4 separate regions of the Mus musculus genome follow, and regions 1, 3 and 4 are each linked to region 2. The links are chromatin contacts, called in public HiChIP or PLAC-seq and Micro-C maps. All regions are on one chromosome and are shown on one strand. Each heading gives the region's core, a stretch centred on a gene start, on an enhancer-like site or on the middle of the called end of the contact. The rest is flanking DNA. Distances are from core to core; before and after follow the strand shown. Region 1 overlaps Foxo1 (forkhead box O1). Region 2 overlaps Gm30173 (predicted gene, 30173). Region 3 has its middle 84 kb from the start of Gm38537. Region 4 has its middle 66 kb from the start of Gm38537.

The links. Hi-C and Micro-C count contacts between places; a contact is called where the count stands out from the background. HiChIP or PLAC-seq counts read pairs in DNA pulled down with a chosen protein or histone mark.
Region 1: a contact with region 2 is called in an HNF4G HiChIP or PLAC-seq map of pancreatic cancer cells. The contact joins two enhancer-like sites. A contact is called at or near these places in 3 of 484 Hi-C or Micro-C datasets (brown adipocytes, myocytes and nephron progenitors) and 1 of 115 datasets of contacts at active chromatin or transcription factors (pancreatic cancer cells).
Region 3: a FOXA1 HiChIP or PLAC-seq map of pancreatic cancer cells shows a contact between it and region 2. The contact joins two enhancer-like sites. A contact is called at or near these places in 2 of 484 Hi-C or Micro-C datasets (myocytes and nephron progenitors) and 1 of 115 datasets of contacts at active chromatin or transcription factors (pancreatic cancer cells).
Region 4: a contact with region 2 is called in a Micro-C map of the HL-1 cell line, with 2.0 times the contacts expected there. The contact joins two enhancer-like sites. A contact is called at or near these places in 5 of 484 Hi-C or Micro-C datasets (the HL-1 cell line, brown adipocytes, embryonic fibroblasts and 2 more) and 2 of 115 datasets of contacts at active chromatin or transcription factors (heart atrium and pancreatic cancer cells).

The regions. Positions count from the first base shown.
Region 1 is chr3:52,339,061-52,342,414 of GRCm38.p6, forward strand. The region is part of intron 1 of Foxo1 (forkhead box O1); the gene reads left to right. Among named protein-coding and RNA genes, the nearest start is that of Foxo1, 72 kb to the left of the region's middle. Within about 2 kb of position 1,476, at least 19 of the 459 cell types and tissues checked have an H3K27ac peak or open chromatin away from gene starts, as enhancers often do. A contact at or near this core is called in pancreatic cancer cells, where this site is marked.
Region 2 is chr3:52,537,245-52,540,545 of GRCm38.p6, forward strand. All of the region lies in intron 1 of Gm30173 (predicted gene, 30173), which reads left to right. Among named protein-coding and RNA genes, the nearest start is that of Gm30173, 22 kb to the left of the region's middle. Within about 2 kb of position 1,282, at least 33 of the 459 cell types and tissues checked have an H3K27ac peak or open chromatin away from gene starts, as enhancers often do. A contact at or near this core is called in the HL-1 cell line and pancreatic cancer cells, where this site is marked.
Region 3 is chr3:52,381,907-52,385,046 of GRCm38.p6, forward strand. No RefSeq gene overlaps it. Among named protein-coding and RNA genes, the nearest start is that of Gm38537, 84 kb to the right of the region's middle. Within about 2 kb of position 1,750, at least 14 of the 459 cell types and tissues checked have an H3K27ac peak or open chromatin away from gene starts, as enhancers often do. A contact at or near this core is called in pancreatic cancer cells, where this site is marked.
Region 4 is chr3:52,399,743-52,403,016 of GRCm38.p6, forward strand. No RefSeq gene overlaps it. Among named protein-coding and RNA genes, the nearest start is that of Gm38537, 66 kb to the right of the region's middle. Within about 2 kb of position 1,284, at least 211 of the 459 cell types and tissues checked have an H3K27ac peak or open chromatin away from gene starts, as enhancers often do. A contact at or near this core is called in the HL-1 cell line and pancreatic cancer cells, where this site is marked.

The DNA of each region.
Region 1 (3,354 bases), core at 226-2,725, 200 kb before region 2:
TTATTTCCTTATGTTTGTGTCAAGTGATACCCAGGCCCTTCCATGCATACATGCTACCCCACTCTACCCTGTGTAGTCCTCTGATAGCCATTGACAGGTGTTAAGAGCCAATACTCATTGAGACCCTGACTGACTCATTCTAGGACCACCTCCATCTCAGGGAGGCTTCCCATGCTACCCACGAGTCCCCTCGCCTCTCCTTTTTGCTGCTATTTTACATGACAACTGTATCTCCCCCACCCTGTGTACTATGGAAGATCGCTTTAGAGGAATTTTCTTTACTCTGGAATGCTTTGAATAAGATGAAGCACTTTGGAGCAAAATGGGAATCCACAGCAGTTTGGTAACTACAGTTCCATGTCAGATGGCCTAGAAAGACGGTCGTGTCTTAGAGTGTAGACCAGATGAATGGTGAGTGTTAGAGCTTTGAGGACAGCTTTGGGATCACCAGAGAAGTGTCAGGACTTTAGTGTAGACAGGTTATGGTTTAGAGGGTGCTCAGGTGAGAATAGAGCTCTGAAATGAAACCATCTTTATGGAGAAAAAGCAAGGCTTCTCTTACAACATGCTTTTGAGTCAAATTTCATGTACACTATTAACAATTTATGTCTAAATGCACACAGACTGTCGAGTAAATGTCTCATGATTTCCTTCTCACAAGCACACTGGACACTAGTCATTATTAGTAGTAACTCAAATCGGAACTCTGAGTAGTGGAGTGGGCTTTGCTACTCTGAATCTTGAGTGTGTTTTCACATAGCAGTGTAAAAAGGAAGCACGAGGTGGCATCGATAGTTGCTGGGTGTCTGTAACAGCTGCACACAATTAGAAAGCTCAAAAATGAGGGAAAATACTTTGGGAAAATCTAGTTTGTCTAGCATTTTTTAAAGAATTTCCAAAATTCCTACAACTGGGCGCTTTTTAGCCATATGTTCCAGTCTCTGAGCATGAGATTCTTTGTGTTTGTTGTCGACACCTATGCAGTCAGGTGGCACTTCTCAGCAGACGGGGGTCTCTAGGGACCATTTCGTTTTCCTTGTGAGTTCTCGTAGCCTCTTTACATAGGCTTTCCCTGGGAAAATGCATACCTGAAACTCAGCGTAGCTTCTGTCATAAAGCACCCACAGGGTAGCAAGTCTTATTGTGTACATTGACTAGCCATTAGGGCAAACGCTGGGTTTTATAAAGCAGTAAGTGCAATGACTACTTCTCCCCCAGTGTGTTGTGTACTCATGTTACTCCAGTGTGTTGCTTTGCTTCTTGATACAAGTGAGTACTAAGAGGTGGTTTTGTCAGCTTGCAGCAGTGTAGTAGGGAATCACAAAGTCTTGCCCGAGTTCTAGCTAATGGGAGGGAGCTTCTTTCTGCTCTAGTTTCCCCCTTTCTAAAGTGTGACCAGTGACACCTGTCTACGTGTAGACTACCCCGTAGGGTGAGAAGAGATGTAGCCACAACAGTACACTAGAAAGGAAGAGCCGTAAGGTACAAAGGCCAGGATTTCATGAGCAAGGTGCAATCAGCATAAATTGCTGCCTGGTGGTTATTACTGTATGGAAAGAAAGACCAAGGGTGCACCTAGAATTGAAAAGTAGAAAGAAATAGGAAATGTAAAAAGACCCAGGCCAGGCCAGCAGGTAGTGGCCTTCGCACGGCTGAGAAGCTCAAGCGCTAAAGTATGGTTCAGGTCAGACGCCAGGGTTCTGAGAGCCAGGGACCTGGCAATCAGGATGAAGAGAGATGCCTCGGAAGCACCAGATCCAGCAGGTGACAGGAACTGAAACCAGTAAGCAGGGGCAGGGCAGGGTTTCCAGCAGGCTTAGGGGGTGGTGAGAGGCAGGCACGGAGTCTATGTTTGACTAACTTATGACTCGGTCCTCACCTCCGATTTTTGTTGGAGATTCAGCATTCCTAGAAGTCTACTATGATGGATGAGTAGTTTCCAATGTTTTGTTTTGCTTTTAAATCTCATGCCCTTTTTTGATAGGGCTTCAAGTTGTTCATGCAGTTCAGATATATTATGTATGTTCTATAGCACATTGTTAGACATAGTTTTTTGTGTGAGATTTAAAACTTCAAGGTAAATGCATATTTATAGATTCTGCACTTCAGTGATTGCCTGATAATTGCTTTTGACTGGGAGGATAAAAACATCTTGGTTGGAAGAACAAAGAACAAAATAACCCTGTCCTGTGTCTCTATGTGCCTGACATTTCCCACCCTAGGACAGTACAGTAGATCTCATTCAAAACCGACCCAGTGGAGAGACCCAGCTATGGTCATTAAAGCAGATCTGTTTTGGCCAGCCAGGACTAGAAAACTGACTGTAGTGTGTAAATTTAGGCAATGTGTGTGTTGAGAAACCATCAGACCCTTCCTTGACACGAGTTGCTATTTCCCATAAATAACATGAATGCTTTATACTAGTTGGAACACTGGAATCTGGTTATCTTATATGTATATCTTATATACATGTACAAAACATTATTATTCTAAAGATGCTGGTGTCCTAGTAGTGTTATTAACTAACTTCATTCCTATTGATGGAGACGGGCATTTTTACACATGCTGCCTTGTTGAGTATGTTGAACTGTCCTTGACATAGAAGCTGAGGAAGTTGACGGCTCCTAGAAAGCTCTGTGGGGGTCATCTGTTGGTTTGTCAAATGACTCTTACTATTCCCTTCCTTTCACAGAACCTCTGGAGGGTAGCCTGGGTCCTCCTTCCTTCCTATTTCCTTTTCTGCTGTCTGTACCATGAGCTGTCCTAATGTGGAACATGAATGGTAGATGCCTAAGAGATGCCTAAAACCTCACATCTTCCCTGTAATGTTTTTGGGGTGTCAGTCAACAAAGTTTTATTGAGCTCATGTGTGTAGAACACCTGTTAGAGGCTTTGAGGTTAGAAACTTAAGTTTAATCTTGTGTTTAAGGAACTTGGAGTCTGGTCTATAGGGGCATAGAGCAGAGTGCTCAGGAGCAGAACAGGTTGAGCATCGGGGTACACCAGGTTTGTGTCTACCTTTCTGGCAGAACTGGCTTGTGTCAGGCTCCCTTAGCATGTGCTTGCAGTGTTCAGCCATCCAGAAGCATCAGGAATGTGTCTGCGGCTCCCCTGAGCCCAGAAAGCCAGCAGGGAGGGCAGTGTGGTTGGTACAGAGAGATGGTTGCCTTGGCCCTTCTCTAGTGGTATCGTACAGACACAGGCTTTGAATAAGTGTGTAGCACTGGTTGTCTGTTTCCTCACAGAATGCTTGCTGGGAGAGAATGCTGAGAGTATAAAATCCCAGAGCTCCATCAGTTGCAGGCAGCTCCCAGCAGAGTATTGTGGACATAGCACCTCAAGCCTGCTCCTCTT
Region 2 (3,301 bases), core at 32-2,531:
TGGCATCTCTCCTCCATTTCAGAATATTCTTGTATGTCCAGTGATGCAAATCAAGTTATCAAATATTTGTTGAGCACATGCTATTTATTCAGGATCTGAAATCATTTGAAAAACTGGATCTGGGCGGGGGGGGGGGTGGGGGTGGGGGGAAAGAGGGCCAAGGAAGGGAAAGATACTGATGATAATAAACAGACAGATTCAATGATAAAGAACGTTGGAATGTTTAATAATCTCTAGCGTCTACTTGTTTGTTTAGAGCCACTTTGTGTGGTTAAAAATGCAGGTCACAGTGCGACAATTGACTGAGGGAGAGCCTCACACGTGACCTACTGGATGGAAACTGAACTATGAGGCCCTCAGGATGACAAATATTGCTTGGTGATAAAAAGCACTGCTTCATCAGGGACTAATCTGCTGCTAAAGTGTTGCTTCAGGAAAAAAAAAGTATGACCAGAAAGGAAGTCCCGGTGATTTAACTGATGGGGACAGCTGGAGGCCCTGTAATTGTCCACCGAGAAAGTAGAGAAAGGAAAAGTTGTCTTTCTATGGAAAAGATGGTATAAACCGGTGTGGCCGGACTCTTCTGGCTCTGAAGATTCCTGAGAGCGCTTGAGGAGACTGATCACAGGCAGTGCCCATCCATGGGGTGGGCTACAGCAGCCAAAGCCTTCTCTACGGTGGCAGCATAGCTCTCCTTTCTGCAGAGGCATCAGGTCTGGGGGTGGGGTATTCAAACGTCTTTGAGAATTGATGTAATTGCTACAGGTGACCCAGTGAGAGAGAAGTAAGTGGTAAATAGCCCCACCAGATTTCCTTAAATCAGAACAATTCTGTAATCAGTTGCTGTATAGATTGCGGCTCTCTGTGATGGAAGCGGATAACTTAATTGGCCAAAAGAACTCAGGAGCTACTTTGGTGGCTGTGATGGCTAATCTCGGTTGTCAACTTGGTTGGATCTGGAATCAACTAAATTACAAGCCACTGGGCATTTCTGTGAGGAATTTTCTTGATCACATTATTTGAAGTGGGAAGACTTATCCTAAATGGGGATGGTAACTTCTGGTGCCAGACCAGATAAAGGACATAGAAGATGGACACTGCTTTCTGTTTGCCTTCACTCTTGCTGACAAGTCTGCTGGTCCTGTGGCTACATCGTTCCTTTGTTGAGAATAAAACCACTTTCTTCGGGTTTCCAATGCAGACTGATGACCAACAGCTTTCCAGGAATCCTCAAGACCTTCAGTGCCAGAGACACTGCTGCTGAGACATGCAGCCTCCTGATGTGAGCAGTTACCAGAGTCTCAGCTTAGTCATCGTGAATCACCACTGTTGGACTGCCAGGGCCATATTATGTAAGACAATCTGATAAACCCCCACCACACACACACACACACACACACACACACACACACACACACACACAGATATATATATATGCACATATACATACACACACCGATACACACACACAACACACAATCAGTTCTATTTCTCTAGAGACCCCGGAGTCTAGCATTAGCCACTCATTTGGCTGAGTAACGTTAGGCAAAGTTCTGATGCTTGGGATTTTGGCCTTGCTGTGGTGATGACTGGTGCTTGCTGGATACTGTGAGACCAGGATTCCTGGCACAAAGAATTCTGGGAGATGGAATAATTGCCACTCCACACCATCACCCCCAGGCCATGATTCTTCTGTCACCATCTAGGGGTGGTGTGGCATGAGGAATGAGGTAGGGACTTACACAGGAAATCTTGTTTAGTCCCTGGTGTTGCTGCCGTTCTCCACAACCCTGATAGAGGACGTGAGGGCTCTGAAGTTCAAGGATCTCATATGGGCCATTCAGCCAAAGGGATGCATTGGAGAATCCCCAAACAGTGTGTTCTGCAGTCAGCCCAAGTGATGACTCCAAGAACATTCTAGGCTATAGTCTAGGCCTGGACGTCACTGGAATCTTCTCTGGTACCATGACAACCGGTATTTAGGGAGGCAAATCTGGGTATCTGAGAAAGAAGAGGGTGTGAGCCTTGAGTTCTGTAAGATCCCAAGCCCTGTGGTGCTGTGGAACATCTTAAAGGGGAGGTCTGGGCAGGCTGCTACTTTATCTCTGTCCAGTGATAGACCAAAAGAGCTCAGGCAATGCATCTCTAGCAACAAAACTAGTCACAAAACATGGAGATGCATTGGTGGTTGGTAGGTCCTAGGTGGTTGAGGTTTTTAGATGTAGAAAGAATAAATCTTGGGGACAGTTCAATCTGCCCTCTTGGTATAAATTGATTGATACCCTTTGACATCTTGGGAGCCACATTTTTACTTTCTGGAACGAAGAGAAGTTGGTGTTTGGAGTTGGTCCTGCATAGAGATTTCTCGGATTGGTAGAGAAGGAGGAAGGAAAGTTGACATGAAGCGTTCCTTCTGCCTGGATACATGTCTACTCCTCGGTCCTTCACAAGGCGCTCGTGTAGCCCAAAGAGTGAGCTTTACTTTCAAAGAGTTAACTGGAACTTGCGGTGATTTTTCTACTAGTTTAGTATGGCTCAAGTCATGAAGCAGGCTTATTGCCTATTTCAGAGCATCCGTAAAGCCAGAAGTCTACGAAGAAGCCAGTACAAACCATGTCAGGAGTAATGGAACCTTCTACCTTTCCTTTTTTTTTTTTCTCTCTCTCTCTGACAGATGTCACAGATCGAGTTTCTCTCCTGGGATATGGACCCCAATAAAACCTATGGCCTGACACACTGGCAGCCTCTCTGAGCCGCAGACGCATGCTTAGAATTCCACAGTCTGCTATGAGGCCAGCGGAGAAAGCCCCAAGCAAGAAAGGCAGACACTGGGCACTTTTGAACTTATTCTGGGTATTAAAGGAGCTTTAAGTGGGAAGGGTATGTGGAGCCAAGAGCCAGCGATTTTCAGCTGACTGGGGAGAGTTGCCACACAGCCTGGAGATGTGCCCTAGGCAGACAGTACCAGGTACTGCCAGGTACGAGGCGTGATTCTGGGCAGGACAGTTCTCTTTCAAACTGTGCTGGATAAGCCTTGTGATGGAAATGTGGGGCATCTTCAGCCGTAGAGTGTTACCTTCATGTTCTGACAGGCAGCCAGGAGCAATGGTAATAGCCTGTGCTGTTTGTGGGTGGTCTTTTGTATCCACGTTATATTCACGAGGAAGGAGAGATTTCACATTGCCTAGCTGTGGGGCCTTTACAGTGCTTGGCACATAACACATAGTCAACAAATATTTATTAAATGAGAAAAACAACAACAACAACAACATTGAATGACCTCTTATCTTCTTTCTGTGCC
Region 3 (3,140 bases), core at 500-2,999, 150 kb before region 2:
GGGGGAGGTGGCAAGGGTGGAGGGTGGGTGTCGGGGAGAGGGAGATGAGTGGGATTGGGGTGCGTGATGGGAGATTCACAAAGAATCAAGAAAAAGTTAAACAGAACAAACTCACTAAGACTTTTTATGTTTGCATACTGCCATTCCTCCTACTTTACCGCACCTTTGGGTGGGTTGTATTGTGTTAAACAAGTTTAGTCACCCCATTGGAATGCACATTTGCTTTTGTCTTTAATAAATGGTAATTTGTAGGAATAAAAGACTTTTTCTTCCTGTTTCTTCTCCCCCTTCTCCTCTTTCTCTCTGAGCAGGGTCTTAGGTAGTGTCCAAGCTGGCCCTAAACCTTGCTGAAAGATGACTCTGTGGCCCCACGTCTCAAGTGCTACAATTATAGGTGCGCACCAACATGCTTGGTCTTAGCTACCTTTCTTTATGATTTCTTGTTTGATCCGTGTGTCTGTTTTATGTGCCTATATACTCAGAATCACATGAAATTATTCCAAGGAGAGGGAGTCAAAGGGGAACAAATTGTAGGCCCTTTCTAGTGGACTCTGTGACAAAGCTCTATTCCACTCCAGGTTAAAGAATCCAGGAGGCAAGCCAGGCATGGTGGTGCACGCCTTTGATCCCAGCACTAGGGAGGCAGAGGCAGGCAGATTTCTGAGTTCGAGGACAGCCTGGTCTACAGAGTGAGTTCCAGGACAGCCAAAGGCTAAACAGAGAAACCCTGTCTCAAAAAAACAAAAAAACAAAACAAAACAAAACAAACAAACAAACAAACAAAAAGAATCCAGGACGCAATTGCCTCTTGGTGCAGTCAACTGCTGGAAAGTTTTTTTTGATAAGGAATATTTTTTGATACCTGATGTTCTTTCTTAGAGACAGGTGTCTGGAAAGAACACTTAGGAAAAATATTCCTACCCTGGAAGAGAATGGCAAACCAGATCTTCTAGGTCAGTGGCTCTCAACCTTCCTAATGCTGTGACCCTTTAATAAAGTTCCTCACGGTGTGGTGACCCCCCACAACCATAAAACTATTTTCATTGCTACTTTATAACTGTAATGTTGCTACTGTTATGAGTTGTAATGTAAATATTTTTGAAGATAGAAGATTACCAAAGGGGTTGGGACCCACAAGTTGAAAACCACGGTATTTTTCTAGGCAGTAAAATACAATTTTTTGACTGAAGGAGGGAACTAATTCTCAAAAGTTGTCTTCTAATGGCAACTGTGCGCTGTGGCACCCATGTATCCACACACATTCCCAAACACAAATAAATAAATACATAAACAGATAATAAATAAACATAATTAAAAAAAAATAGCCACCTCTGTTGGTGACCTTAGAGGATTGAAAGAGAGCTAAGTGCCTCTGAATAATAAGGCTAGAAGAATTCTGGTGTAGAGCAAGGCCTTTGGCATTGTGATAGGTGGATGTTGGTTGGCAAGGCCCAGAGGACAAAGGCCTGGACTCTTCCTCTCAATGGGAGTGTGTGCTGACCCCGTATCCTGCCTGGCTGGCCGATGCTACGGCCAGACTGTGATTGAAATGAAAATATCCTTCTAAGGGTATTTCAGGTTCAAATTCCAGTTGGCTTGTAGGAGGAAGGGGATCTTATCTGATGACAGAGAGTGGAAGCCGGCCTCTGATGGTTACTCACAGAATCAACAGAGGCTGGGAATTCCAGGGAGGAGCGCTTCAGAAAACCTGCATCCAAGTCCTTGACGTCTACTGGAGGAGAACAATGGGGTAAGGGCAGAGCCAAATAGTCATCTGTAGTCATGGTGAGACCGGAGTTAGAAAGCCACATCACCATTCCTCAAAAGCTTGGGAATTCCTTAGGAAACAGTGCCGGGACAATGGCGTGCGTCTCTACCTGCCCTGCTTCACAAGTGTCTGGGTGAGTCTCTCTGCACCAGACAGGTGTTCTCGCAGAAAGTGGAACCTAAAGTCACAATATATAGGGTTTCTCCATGTGGGGTCCTATAAATTTATTGCGGGCATTAACAGAATTATGACTTGGAAAAGAATGGAAGTTTTTCAGTAATTCTCTGGAAGTTGGCGGGAGCTGAGTTTTGGTGAGTGAATTTCAACTGGAAATTAAAATGGATGTTTCGAGTGAGTTAACTTCAGGCCCCCAGACCTTCCGTCTCACGGCAAATCTGTTTTCATTTTACTCTGCTTTCAACATAAACCTTGCCGCTCTGGGGTCTCCCGAAGGCTGGAAGCATCCAGAGCAGTCAGAAAAGGCCACCACTCTTTGTCACTAATATTGTGAACGATCTGCCTGGGACAAAGCCCTCCAAAGGCTCCTTCCAAATTGGTCCATGGCTGTGCTGGTAGTGAGGAGGCCTATAGAGCAGTGACCAAATCTGGGGCCAAAGTACCCGCTGTTGGGAATGATGCCAAAGCCAGAGAGTATGTTACAGTTAACTCAAGCAGTAGAGGAGCCTTTCCTGCTACTACAGCGCATGATCCTCCCTCAAGGAAGCTGACTGGGCCAAAAGAGCAAACTCTGAGACAAATAGCAATGAAATAAGTGTTTTATATTCCACCAAAGCCTGGAGATGTGAGGGTTGTTCTGTGCTTTACAGTTTAATGGTAAAAAAAAAAGTGTAGAACATTCTACAACACGAGGCACAGGCTGTTCTGTATAGAAGTCAGAAAAACCAAGACTCCGTATGTGAGGGGGAAAGAGCAAGTCTGTGAACAAAGGACCAAAGACGTGGATAAGGGGCCATAAGGTGTACTGGAAATGGTGACAAGGACACAAATGAAAGTATATACTTCCCAATGTATTCATCCCATGGGATTGTGAGCCACTTCCTAAAATACAGGTGACTTAAACCCAAGAGCAAACAGCTAACAGATGCCCAAGCAAATGGCTATTTCTTTCCTTTAAAATAAGTAGTATGGATTTTCATGTGGTTTAAAATGAATGGTTATACTACAGGGGTATACTTTGCTTCTTGAAGGTAATGATAATGTTAAATTATTTCTTGACAGTGTTCAAACTTATTGTCCTACTTGATAGCATCTCAAATCTCAAATAGTCTTCAGATATAAGGGCTAGCCTTATACCCCTTCTGTGCATTTGACGGAGCTTTTAGTGTACCAAGTGCTGGGTGAGGTGTTTTGG
Region 4 (3,274 bases), core at 34-2,533, 140 kb before region 2:
TCTAGAGGATTCCAAACACTGCCTGTCTCTGCAGTGTGGCCTGAGTTAACGTACAGACAGAATTAGGAATGCTCTTCTCTCCCTCAGAATTGTCCTCGTCCTCATTTTCAACATCTTGAAACTGGCTGGGATGCTCGCCCCCCCCCTCCCCCAAGCCTCTCACCCTATAATCTAGCCATGGGTTTGTTCTTATTACTGTCGGTTTGGGCTTCTGTTTTCCCCTCTACCTGCCTTCCCTAGCTATGGAAATCCGACCCTTCATTCAGTAACAAACACAAGAGCCACCTCTTCCAGGAAGCCCTCTGGGAAGCCTCCTAAGAGAAGTCAGTTGCTTGGTCTTCTGTCCCCTCAGCCCTTCCTCGGCATCTTCAGGCATCAGTCAGGCGTGTGTTGGTCTGGCCACTCTGCTGGCTGCCAGATCAGAGGACAGGAGTGCTGCTCTCATCTCCAGTGTCAACAGATTGGCTCTTAACTTGCCCCAGGCCTGGGCTTATCTGATAGCCTTGTGGCCTCAGTTCGGAGATGTCCTGCAGTCCTTAGTCGCCCCCCCCCCCCCACCTTCCAACGCACCACCCCCCCTACCCCTTCAGAGGGTGTCGAGGTTTCCCTAGAAACTGCCACTTCAAAGCCACAAAGGAAAAACAAAAATCTAGCTAAATCAGGCAAGGCGGCTTCCTTCCGAGGATGCCTTCCTGTGCTCCTGCACCTGTGCGTGGCCTCCGGTCAGATTTTGACACGAACCAGCAGTTGCACTCAGAATCACCCAGGGGAGGTAAGGGTGCCCAGAGCAGGTCGACAGAGAGCTGACTTCTGCCCCCAGCCCCTCTTGGGAGTCCTGACTGGAATGGTTCCCTTCTTAACTGCCTTGAGGGTGTATGGTAGTTCTGCCACCTGGAGGGTGTGTCTTTCCCTATAGGCCAGAAACACTTTAAATCCTCACTCTGCCCTCTAGAGTGACCTGGTGCTTAATTTTCAATTTTTTTTTTTTTTTTTTTTTAGCGTTGATGGGGCTAGAATAATCCAGGGCTGACAGTTCTGCCCCCGACCTACCTCTGCAGGCTACAGGCTTTCTTTTCTACTTTTAAATTTTCCAGGTGCCCCGGGTTGCTCTTCCCAGTGGGAGTCCTGCCTTAAATCCTAGGCCATTTGCATTTTCTCAAGGACCCTTTGTGGCAGGTAGGTCCTCGCCTCTTGCAAATGACCTTGAATAACACTGCCCTCTGCACTCTTTCTGGCAGCCACAGGAAGAACGTCCTGCCCGCTGTGAGTCTGGGGCCTTGGAGAGCAGGGCAGGGAAAACAAACAGCCTGTCCTTATTCGTCCATTACTGCAGACCAGTGGATTGGGCATTTAGGATTTAGATTTGCAATTTGTGAATTGATTAAACGAGGAGACTTTACCGAGTGGCTCCCAAGGGCGCAAGTCTTTCATGCCTCTTTCACAGATGAAGAATCTGAGTTATGACAAAGTTTGGCGCACTCAACTCCCAACCAGACTCCCCCTATGGGCTCTTTATTCGCGCTGAATCACGGGCCTGACTGTCGCCCAGAGCAGAGAGGGCGTCGCCTGTGGCTGGCGGATTTTTACTGCTTCCTTTTCATACTTCTGTCACCTCTGTCTGATCTCAGTCCTTGCCTGGCCACTCCTGCGTGCCCCACAAACTTGGAAAACCGCTGCCCTTTTCTCAGCCATTAGCTAGCAGGAGAGAGGCGTGCTTCCCGATTGAGGGCGGCAGCCGTGATGGGGTGGGGATGGGGCCGCTGAGAGGTAGCCTCCGTTCATCAGGCCTGAGCCCACCGGCTCCCTCACCAGGCCTGCATCTCTTGGGTCTGGTGAAAAGAGAAGGGGGTGGGGGTGGGCGTGGAGCCCTCCTGGGAGGCCGATCCAGGGGCTTTCTCTGCCTTAGCGCTGTTGTCTGGGCTTGCCAAGTCCCACGAGTTGGCAAACTCTCGGAGAAGTGCTTTCAAAGCCGGCCTTCGCCCTCCTTGGCAGATGCCTCAAAGCTGTCTTGCTTTGCTCTGCCTGTGCCTGGGAGTCTGTACAGGGCATTTGTTCACACGCCTCAGTGGGGACATCCCTGGAAGAGGCTCACAGGCACAGTGGGAGCTCAGCTGGATGACCCTTGAGGCAGGACCACTTGGGTGGGCGTCAGGAACTGGGGCCAGGTGGCTTGGGAGGGGCAGAACGCCAGAATGGGCGAGGGAGGTGCTAGAAGTGTTCGCTCTCCTCGGGAATAGCGTTTAAGGACTGGGAAGCATTGCCAAATAGTTAACTTTTAGAAGCTGTAGGCAGGGCACTGAAACTTTTTCTATTTCTGTTTTACTTTAGTTATCCTGTTTGATGCAAAATCATAAATATCCCAGGACATAGAAATGAGTCCTCGGGACCAGACAGAATCGAAGATGGCCTTGGAATTTACTGGCCTCAAAACGTTTTTCTAAAGTTTCATTTCTGGACGTTCACAAAACTTTAAAAGTGAGGCTCTTTGAAAAAGCCAAGCACAGGTGTGGCACCTTTAATCCCAGCACTCAGGAGACAGAGGCAGGGGTCTCTGTGAGTTCCGAGGCTGTTCTAGGTTACAGTGAGTTCCAGGGCAAACAGAGCTATATAGTGAGAATCCTGTCTTAAACAACAGATAGATAGATAGATAGATAGATAGGCTGGCTGTTCCATGTTACAGTGAGTTCCAGGGCAAACAGAGCTACATAGTGAGAATCCTGTCTTGAACAACAGATAGATAGATAGATAGATAGATAGATAGATAGATAGATAGATAGATAGGCAGATTAATAGGTAGATAGATGGTCGGAAGATTATCTGATGCTTATGTGAACAGAGCCCATCCCAGACATCACAGGTAATAGCCCAACTAGGGTTGCCAATCAAAATGCCAAATACCATTTCTGCTTCTAGAAACACAGAGCATTTGGGCTGGTATGGCAGTACAATGACAGTGTCAGCCCCATGGGATTGCAGTAACAGCCAGCCCCATGGTAACACAGTGACAGAGAGCCAGGCCATTCCTTGTCTCTGGCAAACTTTTTAAATCGAGTCCCAGTGAACTTTTGTTGAGATAAATTAACAACAACAACAAAAATTAAAATCTTACCAATGATTTTTTTTTTCTTCTGTGCATTCTATTGTAATGGGAAGACCACTCAGACTCTAGTGAATCGAAAGTCTGGCGGGTACTAAACTCAGTTACGCAGGGTCCACATGTAGCTCCAAGTATTTAGGGTAAGGGGTTTTTTAAGGCAAAAACTACATCCTGCTC